Linked DNA regions of Mus musculus: region 1 is linked to region 2. A link is a contact called in public HiChIP or PLAC-seq data. All regions are on one chromosome and are shown on one strand. Each heading gives the region's core, a stretch centred on a gene start, on an enhancer-like site or on the middle of the called end of the contact. The rest is flanking DNA. Distances are from core to core; before and after follow the strand shown.

Evidence for each region. HiChIP or PLAC-seq counts read pairs in DNA pulled down with a chosen protein or histone mark.
Region 1: an H3K27ac HiChIP or PLAC-seq map of embryonic fibroblasts shows a contact between it and region 2, with 18 read pairs. The contact joins two enhancer-like sites. A contact is called at or near these places in 1 of 39 promoter capture datasets (Sertoli cells), 6 of 15 datasets of contacts at CTCF or cohesin (CD8 T cells, the NIH/3T3 cell line, embryonic stem cells and 2 more), 97 of 484 Hi-C or Micro-C datasets (the 4T1 cell line, the AML12 cell line, B cells and 45 more), 22 of 115 datasets of contacts at active chromatin or transcription factors (the HPC-7 cell line, VIP interneurons, cardiomyocytes and 12 more) and 5 of 9 other capture datasets (adipose tissue, embryonic stem cells, embryonic trunk and 2 more).

Annotation. Positions count from the first base shown.
Region 1 is chr8:120,064,537-120,070,149 of GRCm38.p6, reverse strand. No RefSeq gene overlaps it. Among named protein-coding and RNA genes, the nearest start is that of Zdhhc7, 34 kb to the left of the region's middle. Within about 2 kb of position 4,354, at least 21 of the 459 cell types and tissues checked have an H3K27ac peak or open chromatin away from gene starts, as enhancers often do. A contact at or near this core is called in the 4T1 cell line, embryonic fibroblasts, pancreatic cancer cells and 1 more, where this site is marked.
Region 2 is chr8:119,956,220-119,962,085 of GRCm38.p6, reverse strand. Usp10 (ubiquitin specific peptidase 10) reads right to left here. Exons shown (of 14, transcript NM_009462.2): 13 at 5,823-5,866; 14 at 4,526-5,503. The coding sequence ends at 5,316. Among named protein-coding and RNA genes, the nearest start is that of Crispld2, 33 kb to the left of the region's middle. Within about 2 kb of position 1,410, at least 60 of the 459 cell types and tissues checked have an H3K27ac peak or open chromatin away from gene starts, as enhancers often do. A contact at or near this core is called in the 4T1 cell line, embryonic fibroblasts, pancreatic cancer cells and 1 more, where this site is marked.

The sequences.
Region 1 (5,613 bases), core at 3,105-5,604, 110 kb before region 2:
AAGCAGGAGCTGATGCAGAGGCCATGGAGGGATGTTCTTTACTGGCTTGCCTCACCTGGCTTGCTCAGCCTGCTCTCTTATAGAACCAAGACTACCAGCCCAGAGATGGTCCCACCCACAAGGGGCCTTTCCCCCTTGATCACTAGTTGAGAAAATGCCTTACAGCTGGATCTCATGGAGGCATCTCCTCAACTGAAGCTCCTTTCTCTGTGATAACTCCAGCTGTGCCAAGTTGACACAAAACTAGCCAGTACAGTTTTATTTAAATTCAAAATGGCCAGTCTGGTTGAACTGACAATCAAAGTGCTTGCCATTTGTACCCTTCACTGTCTGCTCTTCCTTTATGGAGGATGATGGGATAAGAATCCGGTTGAAGACCGAACTTGGTCTGCACTGACTTCAGTAGCACTGAGTCACTCAGATTTCTCTATCCAACAATCTCCATCTCAGCATCTACACATCAACACCCCAGCCTCAGTATCCCCACCTCAGCATCCCTACCCCAGAACCCCCACCTCAGCACCCCACCTCAGCATCCCCATCTTAGCACCCCACCTCAGCATCCCCACCCCAGAAACCCCACCTCAGCATCCCGCCTCAGCATCTCGCCTCAGCACCCCCCCTCAGTACCCCGCCTCAGCACCCCAGCCTCAGCATCGCCACCCCAGGAACCCCACCTCAGCATCTCGCCTCAGCACCCCCCTCAATACCCCACCTCAGCACCCCCACCTCAGCATCCCCACCCCAGAAACCCCACCTCAGCACCCCACCTCAGCACCCCACCTCAGCATCCCCATCTTAGCACCCCCACCTCAGCATTTCCACCCCAGAAACCCCACCTCAGCACCCCCCTCAGTACCCCACCTCAGCACCCAACCTCAGCATCCCCACCTCAGCACCCCCACCTCAGCATCCCCACCCCAGAAACCCCACCTCAGCACCCAACCTCAGCATCCCCACCCCAGAACCCCCACCTCAGCATCCTCACCCCAGGACCCCCACCTCAGCATCCCCACCCCAGAAACCCCACCTCAGCACCCCGCCTCAGCATCTCGCCTCAGCACCCCCCTCAGTACCCCACCTCAGCACCCTGCCTCAGCATCCCCACCCCAGAACCCCCACCTCAGCACCCTGCCTCAGTACCCCGCCTCAGCATTCCCACCCCAGAACCCCCACCTCAGCATCCCCACCCCAGGACCCCCACCTCAGCACCCTGCCTCAGTACCCCGCCTCAGCATCCCCACCCCAGAACCCCCACCTCAGCACCCCACCTCAGTATCCCCCTCAGTATCCCCCAGCACCCCTACTTCAGCACCCCCACTTCAGCATCCCCACCTCAGCACTCCCCTCTCATCATGACTGGCTTCAAGCTGTCTCAGTTTGGTCTCTGAAACCAAGGCATTCACTGGGACTTTGCCCTGATCCCCCCATAGCTGACAACAGTGTCTAGCAGTTGCATCACAGGTGCTGGGCACCTGTGGATATCTCTGTGGCTTTTGACTTCCACCGTGAGTGTGCTACTCACTCCGGATGCTTTAGAGGAAAGCAATTACACCAAGGGTGGGCTCCCTGGTGTGTGGCACGTGTGAGCTCTGCAGTCCCAGTATGAGGCCTGAGAAAGAAGAAAAAGAAAGACAAGCACCTTCGTAAGTTCACCCTGACAAGGGAGAGGAAAACACCCGGCTGCCTCTGTCAGCACCGCACAGGATGACTCTGTGGCATCAGCTTCCCCTTGGTAAATGTCACGGGAGCATAAGTCTGGCCTGCGAGATGTGCTACAGATGAAGGAGATGGCACAGTTCCACACCCCCGCCTGGCACAGAGGCCCTGGGGTGCACAGGTGGGCTCGGGGCCATCGCAGCATCGCATTAGCCTCATGCCTTTCTGGTCAGGTGGGTGAGGAGGAATTGGAGACAGAGAAGCCTGTGCCCAAGCTCAACAGTGCCGGAAGGTCCCTCCCAGCCTCTGGACTGCAGCCTGGCCTCCTGCTTGCCTCTTGTTAACGAGCAGAGTGGCAGGTGGTGGATTGCTTACAGATCACAAGGGGCCAAAGGCAGCTAAAATGAGCCAGTGGGGCCAGGACCTCATTTAGACAGATGTGTGGGATGACGTTGGATCCAGGCCACAGCTGAGTGAGCAGCAGGCAGGAAGTTGATCGGGGTTGTTCCAGGCTGGACAATGTCTTCCCGAGTGGAACTTAAATCCGCTCGGTGAAGAAGACACAGTACTTGGAGAGAGGCCCAGGTCTCCAGCCAGTGACCCTGGGCTACACATAGCCTGACCCAAATAGAACCACAGGAGAACAGGGCTGCAGCAAGGCTCGGCCACAGAAACTTCCAGACCTTGTCCAGACCAGGAGGCAGAAGGACCCTGCTTCCTTTCTCTTCTTTCCTTTCTTTCTTCCTTTTTTGATAATTTTTGCATTAGTTGATTTTTTTAATCTCTGTGCCCCCAGTGCCTGACCGAATCAAGGGAGAAACAGTTGGTTAGACTCATGGAGGCTTCCAAGGGCTTCCATCCATCACATGAGAAGTCATACTTGGATCATGGCTGTGGGAGGCCACGGGGAGGCTCTTCACATCACACTGACCAGGAAGAAAAGAGGACAGGAGGCCAATAGGGTGGTGTGCTTTTAAGGCCATCCTCCTACTTTCTCCAGGTCAGCTTGCCCCTAAAAGCTCTACCACCTCTTCATATTAGTGTCACTAGCTGGGAACCCAGCACTCAGAATGAGGTAGCATTTTAGGTTCAAACCAAACAGTCGCTTTATATTTTGATATTGTATGACTTCCTGAGGCAATGTGAACAAATATCCATTCACCCTAGATATGGCACTGTCAACAGATTCACCAAAGTCTAGCACGGTGAACCAGTGAGATTTCCAGGGTCACAGGAGTATGGGTGACTCAGGTAGCTGCTACACTGAACAGCTCAGCATGGGTGATGCCTCCAAACTGAATTCTGGGTTGGGGTTGGGGCCCTGAGCAACTTGCAGGCAGCTCTGCGGAAGAGTGTCCTCCAGCAACTGTGTGTTGCTCATATAAGCATGGGGTGGAGCCTTGGGCATCTTGGAACTTTCTAAGCTTCTGCCATTGAGTCTTAGGAGCCTCCATCTTCTGTGGCAGAAAGACTGTTTCCCTTCTGAGGAAAAGGCTATGCAGCAGATAAATTTCAAACCCACAGAAAATGAGTTGAACCGGCTAGTCAGCCTCGCTCAGACTCACTGGAGGTTTAGATGGTGACCCTCTCTGCATCACTCACAGCCCTTCGGCCACAAGTATACATGTGCACATACATGGATTTTTCTCAAGCCACTGGATGGCAGGTCGTAGCCACACACGCTCTTGCACACAGGCACTTCTGTGGACAACTCCAAGATGCGAGGCGCTCTCAGAACCAACTTAAGATCTAACTGGGGGTCAGCACTGCAGCAGTTAGTTCCAGTATCAAAGGCTTGTCACTCTGCTTCACACTCAAGTGTGGACAACTGTCTCAAATGGCCCTGAAAGCTGTTTCCTTTTCTAACACATGGCACTTAGTGATAACATGGCCCTTGCCTTCTCTCTCTTCTGAAATGATTTTAAGTTTTTACATTCATTTATGTGCATGTGTGTGTGTCCTGGGCATGCTTCTAGAGGTCTGGGGACAAAGTTTGGAAATCGTTCAATTCTTCCATTCCACTACACATATCTTAGAAATTGAACTCACGTCATCAGACGAGGTCATCAGGCTTGGCAACAAACAACTTGCCCTTGGCTTTGGGATACGGATCTCTGGGTGTTTGGACAAGGCAGTCTGTCCTCAGAATAAGATGTCTAGAGCTTTTTTTTTTTTTTTTTTTTTTTTTGACAGGGTTTCTCTGTGTAGCCCTGGCTGTCCTGGAACTTACTATGTAGACCAGGCTGCCCTCAAATTCAGAGATCCTCCTGCCTCTGCCTCCCAAGTGCTGGTATTAAAGGCACGCACCACCACGTCTAGCTTTCAGGATGAGCTTTGAGTTAAGTATTCAGACAAGGCCAGCACAGAGAGTCATGGGGTCCTCCTAGGTGTCTTGTGAGAGGGGGTTTGCCCTAATACCTGGGATCAGTGTGGTTACCAATGGAGCCTGGATCAGCCATGTCCATCTGTTGATTGGTGGTGAGACGCTTTGAGTCTGTAAATATCCTATAGCTGTGCTTATTGATCTGCAGTTCGAGCCCACTCCGATGAGCTCACCCCTCCATCCCTGATGTGTTTGTTAGTCATGCTCGTCCCAGAAGCTTCTGCAAGGAGAAATGAGCTGTTGTGTGTCAGGCCGGGGAGTTGGTGTCTCCTCAGCCCAGGGGGTAGTGGGGGGCATTACTCATGTGCGCTCTTTCCCCATATGAGTCATGAGGGGGGATATGACATTTCCCAGCCTCGCCACCTCCTTCCCAGAGCTGAGCCAGCATGGCTGTAAGTAGCATTTTAGCACAGCCTGTGGGTGGTAGGGCTGCCTGTTGGGACCCATGCATTTGGGGTACAGGGAGCTGTGTTCTGGACGCACCAGGGTGGGCCACAATGCTGAGCCTCTTTGAGTCTCTAGGATCCACAGGTGGTCCCTCTGGGGCAGGAGTCTGACCATTTTTTAAGTCAGGTAGGGCAGATTCCTCACATTGGCCATGTGGAAGGAGAGTGGGGATCTCCCAGAGTCAATGAAGCCATGAGGGGGTCCATAGAGAGCCCTTGAATGCTACCAACAGAGAGACGTTCACCCCATGGATTCTCAGTCTTCAGGGAAAGGTTGACTACCTTTAATGGATGGGTTATTCTGGAAGCTTCTGTGGCTGGCCTTTCCAGATCTGGGCTTGCCCTAGGCTGTTGCTGTTGTCTGCAACCCCACCATAGCTTTCTGGGATTTGAGCAAAAGTCCACGGCCCCAGCTTAATGGGCTCCCCACCAATCTGACCGCCGTGACCCCCACTTCACATGCATACTGTTCTATCTGACCAGGTCCTCATGTCCAAATGAGATCTGAGCACCCAGGTCTCCTTCCCAGGAAGCCCCACCTAGGGCTGCCCAGTTTCTGGCTCCTCTGATGTTCTAGAACCCTCTAAGGTCTGCAGCGGACTTGGCAGGGCCATCCGATGGGCTGATCTGGTGATGGGGATGTTGTTGGAGCCACACACTACTGGAGGAACAGTGTGCAGTGAAATCACATGAGGTCCACTAGAATGGGAACCTAGGGACCCACCACCCGTCCAGGATTTCCTCAAGAGAGCCGAGGTGGGGAATAGAGACCCCTGACCCTGCAAGGCTGGGTTAGCAACTCTGACAGGGAGGGTTGTGGGGCCGAGGATGATAGAATGACTGTGGACACACGTGGGGCCCTAAGATCTGTGTGACATTCAGATGCTGCTCCCTGTCCCCTACAGGATGCTGATTGTGAGCCAGTGGCCCTTGTGAGCCCAGAGTAGGTTCACGCACCACAGTCAACAGCCTCTAAATCCAGGTCTGAAAATTCTGCACAAGAGGGGAAAAAATGTTGAGATAAACAAACATGAGGAAGAAATGTTTTCCGAAGGGCTGGAAGCAATTTGGGGGTTAAGCCCATCCAGCCTCTCTAACGTTATTCTATATGATTTATTTTCTTCG
Region 2 (5,866 bases), core at 161-2,660:
TGCCCTCCGGGAAGAATTAGAGCATACTCCTGCTGTATCCAGAAATGAGCCTTCCTGTGTGGGGCTGTCAACATGGTCAAGCAGAAGTGGTCTCTGCTGCTGAGTCTGGTCTCAGGGTGGACACAGTCTCTACCCGGGTTATTTCTGTGCCTCAGAAGGTTTCAGAAAGCTCGTGGTATTGCTATAAAGGGAAGTAGATAATAATAATAATGATAATAGATAATAATATACAAACAACAGCCTGTGCAGCTGGCTCCCAGCTGGCCACTGAAAGGCTGGAAGAACATAGGTCCTGTCCCTCCAGGGCTACCACATAGCAATCACCCTGGGCTGCTTTGGTGAGGCTGCCTAGGACACAGGCCCCTTATACTGTTTCTTAGTAGCTAGCAGGAACGTAGCTCAATGGCAGAGCATTTGCCTAGCATGTGGGTTCCTTGAAAAGCACCCAGCAGGTAAGATCTATCTCCCTGGCCTTGGAGGTGGCTCGCTGAACTACATGAGCTTCAGTGAAGCACCCAGAACTGACAGGGTGATAGCAACCAAGATGGAGGTGGGGGTGGGGGTAGGTGTGCCCACAGGTTAGTGATCAGGCAAGAAAGGAGGAGGCAGGACTTTGAAACTCAGCTGCAAAGGCTGAAGCAGAAAGATTACTGCAGGCTACAGAGACCATCTTTTTCTTTTTGGATGGATGGATGGAAGGAAGGAAGGAAGGAAGGAAGGAAGGAAAAAGGGAGGGAGGGAGGGAGGGAGGGAAGGAAGGAGGGAAGGAAGGAAGAAGGAAGGGAGGGAGGGAGGGAAGGAAGGGAGGGAGGGAGGGAAGGAAGGAAGGAAGGAGGGAAGGAAGGAAGAAAGAAAAGAGCCGATTGCCCGTGGCTGTTCCTGAGCCGCAGGCCTGGGAATACATTCACTGACTTCTCTACAACTTCCTGCACAAGAATGGCCTGTTCACAGGAACAGCAGGATCATCCTGTGACCCAGCTGAGGGTCAGCTCCTTAGGCATCAGTGCACCACAGGGGCTGAGATGGCCTCTGTCCTCACCTAGAGTTTGTGTTGGTCAAGCTGGCTCCTTCCTGTCCTACAGGCCTGTGCCCCTACATACGTGCAGGGTATCACCCCACTCACAGTGATATCACAAGAGGGGGAAGGTGGGCTGCTGCTTAGATGTCACGAGGCTGGCCCCGTGGGCTCTGCTCCCCTCTTCAGTCACTGTGGGAGCCTTACAGCTCTGGGATTCCTGCCTGTGTTTCTATTTCTCTTCTACAGCCACCAGCCTCCGAACAAACACTATGTGACTCATGGCAGTCAGTCACCAGTGGCTCCCTCAACAGGCTGAGGTCTGGAAGGGTGTGAGTTCTTGTCTTCAGCACAGCAGGAATGGCTGGCACAGGCTCCAGAGCAGGCAAGTGCCTGCCAAGTCCCCGAGTGCACACACAAAAGCAGATACTCCTTGCAATAGCCTCAGGGTGCACAAGCCTGGGGCCTGCTTGGAGGACCAATCACAGAGCTTCCTTCAGCTTGGAATGCAGACAGAGACAGGGAAAACTGGAGGACAAGATCAAGCTGCAGGTAAGGGGATGCCAACCAGGGGTGCGCTCTGACCCAGCTTACCAACCTCACGGGGTAGCGTCTCCAACTGCAGCCCAGTCAGTAAGACACTAGAGAGCTGCCATCTTTCCTCTGCGGAGTACAGGACTGCTATAAACTACATATGAAAATGTAAGTCTAGGATGTGCAAGTCTTGGCGGCCTCACAGGAGAACAGACTCAAGGAGCAATAAAGGCTTGCCCACGGTCCGGAAGTGCTCCCTCAGGAGAGAATCTGGGCACTCAGAAACACTTCTTTACTTTAGAAAAATATGTAATTTATCTTAAACAGTAAAATTATCAAAATATTAAGGTAAAGTATGAAACCCTGCTTTTATTTGAAGTTCTAGCTAGGAGGATGCTGGAGTGATGGATGCCTCAGCTCAGTTAGGAGCACTGGCTGCTCCTTGTAGAGGTTCGATTCCTAGAACCTACATAGCAGTTCACAGCCATCTGTAGCTCTAGCTCCAGGGATCCCATGCCCTCTCTTGGCCCCACGGGCACCAGATATGTATGTGGTACACAGGCACATACAGGCAAAACATCCGCACATAAAAAATATGTATTTTTTAAAAGTATAGGCTAGGAGCCCAAGGGCAAATGTACAGCGACCCTGCTCTGGGACTCCAGGGAGCATCCTGGAGCCCCACCACGCGGCCCAACACTGTAAACCAACACACTCCAGATGGGCTTTGAGGCTTCCAATCCTGAATGCCCATCCTGGGGATACATGGCTGATGTCACCTTAGCATTCATTCACCTTGACTTAGAGGAATCTACACCCTGACCACTAGGCTAGGAAAACAGCTACTTCAAAAACCCCCGATAGCAAAGTTTGCAGGAAGTTCCAGGTATGAATGAGTCAAAGCCAGGGGACCCCACCAGGAAGCTTCGTACCTTAGCACCAACACCATGGTAGGATTAGACTCCAGGGTGAACAACAGGAGGCCTGTGTCCCAGGGAGAGAACACTGACAACGCTTCATTCAGGGCTGGTGTGTCTCATCCACCCCAGCTCGCGCACCTATCTGCGCCTGGCTACGTACTGATGTAGCTCAGGCAATACAAAACTGAGATGCTACCAAAAACTACAGACTCTGGGCTCGAGATAAAGCCCAGTAAGGACATTACACACAGTGGCTCCCATCTATATAAGTCCAGTTCCAGGGGACCTGGCTGGGTGTTAAGTACACTGGTTCCAAGGTGTGAATGTGATGCACTGAAATGCACACAGGCAATGTGTGTGTGTGTGTGTGTGTGTGTGTGTGTGTCTTAAACAGTAAAAATATCAAAAAAGGTAAAGTATGAAACCCTGCTTTATTCGAAGTCCTAGCTAAGATATATTTTGATATACAGGACGGTGGTGGCACACACCTTTAATCCCAGCACTTGGGAGGCAAAGGCAGGCAGATTTCTGAGTTTGTGGCCAGCCTGGTCTACAGAGAGTTCCAGGACAGCCAGGGCTACACAGAGAAACCCTGTCTTGAAAAAACAAACAAACAAACAAACAAAAAGGAAAATTTAAGACTTGCATTAAGTTAAACCATACAGAGTCTACAGCTATGTTCATCTATCTCCAATGAGGTTTAACATGACCTTAAACCTCAGGAAGGAAGCTATTAAGGTTCTAGGGGTAGCCATTAAGGTTGGGCTAACGGCTAGAGGGTCTAGGAGGAATGCGATGCCTTCTGAGAAAAACAAAAACAAAAAAACTAGGGTTCATACTGCCTCAGGAGGATAACTGAAGTGTCTATGTAAGTCAGGAAGCCTTAGATACAGGATCTGGCCCCTCTCGACCAACAACTATTGCTAAACAGTACCAGAATAGCTGCGCAATCAGTAAAGAGTTAAATTAGGGGCTGGCGAGATGGCTCAGCACTGACTGCTCTTCTAAAGGTCCTCAGTTCAAATCCCAGCAACCACATGGTGTCTCATGTCCACCCGTAATGAGATCTGACAATCTCTTCTGGTGCGTCTGAAGACGGCTACAGTGTACTTATGTATAATAATAAATAAAAATCTTTGGGTTGGAGCAAGCAGGGACTGAGTGAGCAGAGCTGACCAGAGTGAAATGGGGCCGACCGGAGTAAGCAGAGGTCCTGAAATTCCATCTGTACAGCTACAGTGTACTCACTAAGCACTGCCCTCCAATACCAGCTTTCTTCTTGACCTGAGCCACACACAGGAAAGGGTGCAGAATCTCATGCTGGCAACAGAGTGGCCAAAGTCAAAAGTCCAGACACACCACGTAAGAAGACAGCCCCCAGAAGAGAGCTGCAAAGCTGCTAGCTGACGGAGATATCCGTGCGCTGCACCAGACTCACTTCCTCGCTGTTCACCGTTCTACGTGGCCGTCATCTCTCAGGACAACACAGGCTCCAAATGGTACTGGGGGTAAACTCACCTGCACACATGCAGCTGCTCATCTACATGGCAGGCATGTGTCGGGCCTCTTGTAATGGCTTGAGACACAGTAAGCAAGCCCCAGCTGTGGAACGGTGTGCTCTGACACATTTGTCCCAGCAACACCCCACGAAGAACGAGCACCTGAGTCCCTCTGGCTGTCACCAGGTTTCCAGGAAGCACGGGGGCCACCAGCTCCACATCCTGAAGTGAGGCTAAGCAGGACTTGGGTGGAACACTGCCCCTTAACGGAAGGAAGGCGCTCCAGAGTAAAGGGTTTCAAGCCAATGGAAGCCCTGCCCTGTGCAAGCCCCGTGTACAGCCAACTTCCTATGGCTGGCAGAGCCCTCTTCGTCTCTGCCAGGAACTGAGGCAGCATCAGAAATACTCAGGGAAGACGCAGGCTTTGACCTAAGTCACAAGATCAGAGGGAGCAAGACTCCAAGACAGGCCCTCCCCCACTCAGCAACAGCCACACTAACCCAGCATAGCCAGGGTCCTGGCTAAGTTCCGAGGCTGAGCACACCAAGAAACACAGCTTTAAACCAACTTTGTGATCTTTATTGATGGGTGACAACTTTATACTCCTAGGAATCAATACACTGTGTACGTGGGGGACACGGCATCAGAGAGGCGTGGCGGGAGATTACACAGCAGACACTGGGAATTGTCAGTCCATCATTGTGCCCACTGTTCATGTGTACACAGCATGAATGTGATTTGAAATCTTTTCAGGGTAATAAAGTTACAATCACCCACCTCTGCAGCCTGACGTCTACCCACATGTCTGACCCGCGGTGTCTACGTCAGCGGTTTCCCTCTCGTAATCGTTAAAATGTGTTTCCTATTAGGAACCAGCAACAAGTTTTTTTTGTATTTATTTCCTTTTGAAGTAAGAGCGATCTCTAATGACGACTGGCTCGTTTTTGTCATTTATCAAAAACTACAGGGTAAAGGAGGAGAGTGTGATGAATTAAAAAAATTATTTTTTTAAGGAAAGATAAAATTCATTTTCACAAATTTACAAGAGCTGCTGGTGCGGGACTTATTCCACTACGCGATCAGACTGGGACACGGTGCGAGCCGCCTCCTCCGCCCGGGAACCAGCGGTTCTTCAGAAGCGGCGGCTCTCGTGTGCCCTCACCCAGGCAACAGTCCAGCTTCTGAAGTCAGTCAGCACGAGCTGCGCTGTGCGGGCCCTCAGGCACCTTCCATCCAAGCCCACGGGCGCAGAGGGAGTCTCTCTACAGAGCCACTAGAGAGGTGGGTAGTGAGTGAGTTGGGAACTGTAGGAAGCAGCGTCAGGCACACACGGGCACACGGGCACGGTTACAGCAGGTCCACGCGGCGGTAATATAGGAGGTAGGCTGTGCGGTCGGCAGGCGGTTTCACCACCTGGTACTGGTTAATAACCTTGACCGTTTGGTCATCGATTCGTAGCCAGCCATTAAGCCCAATCTGGAAGACGTCCGTAGTGTAGTGGCCGCCTGTAGCGCTGTTGCCATGGTGGTAGACCACTGGAAGACAGCACAGAGCAGGCAACCCATGAGAAAAGGCTCTCACCCTGCTGCCACAGGCCCCCACTCCCACGACCCCCTCCACAGGGAGGTGGCCCCACTCGGGCCTGCAGGCTACTGACTCAGGTGGACACTGACACCCGGTAAGACCCCTCTCTCCTGTCAGCCACAATTCAGGGCAAACATGGTCCTGAATGCTTTCCTGACAACCAGGCTCTCCTAGAACAATCTCTGTGGGAGAGTGATCCAGGGCAGTGTTGCCTGGCACCCTAGCCTCTGTTCACTGTGTTTTGGGGGGACCAGAGGCAAACACACTCACCTGCAAACAGCCTATAGGTTCTCTGGCATTTAAAATTTTTATTT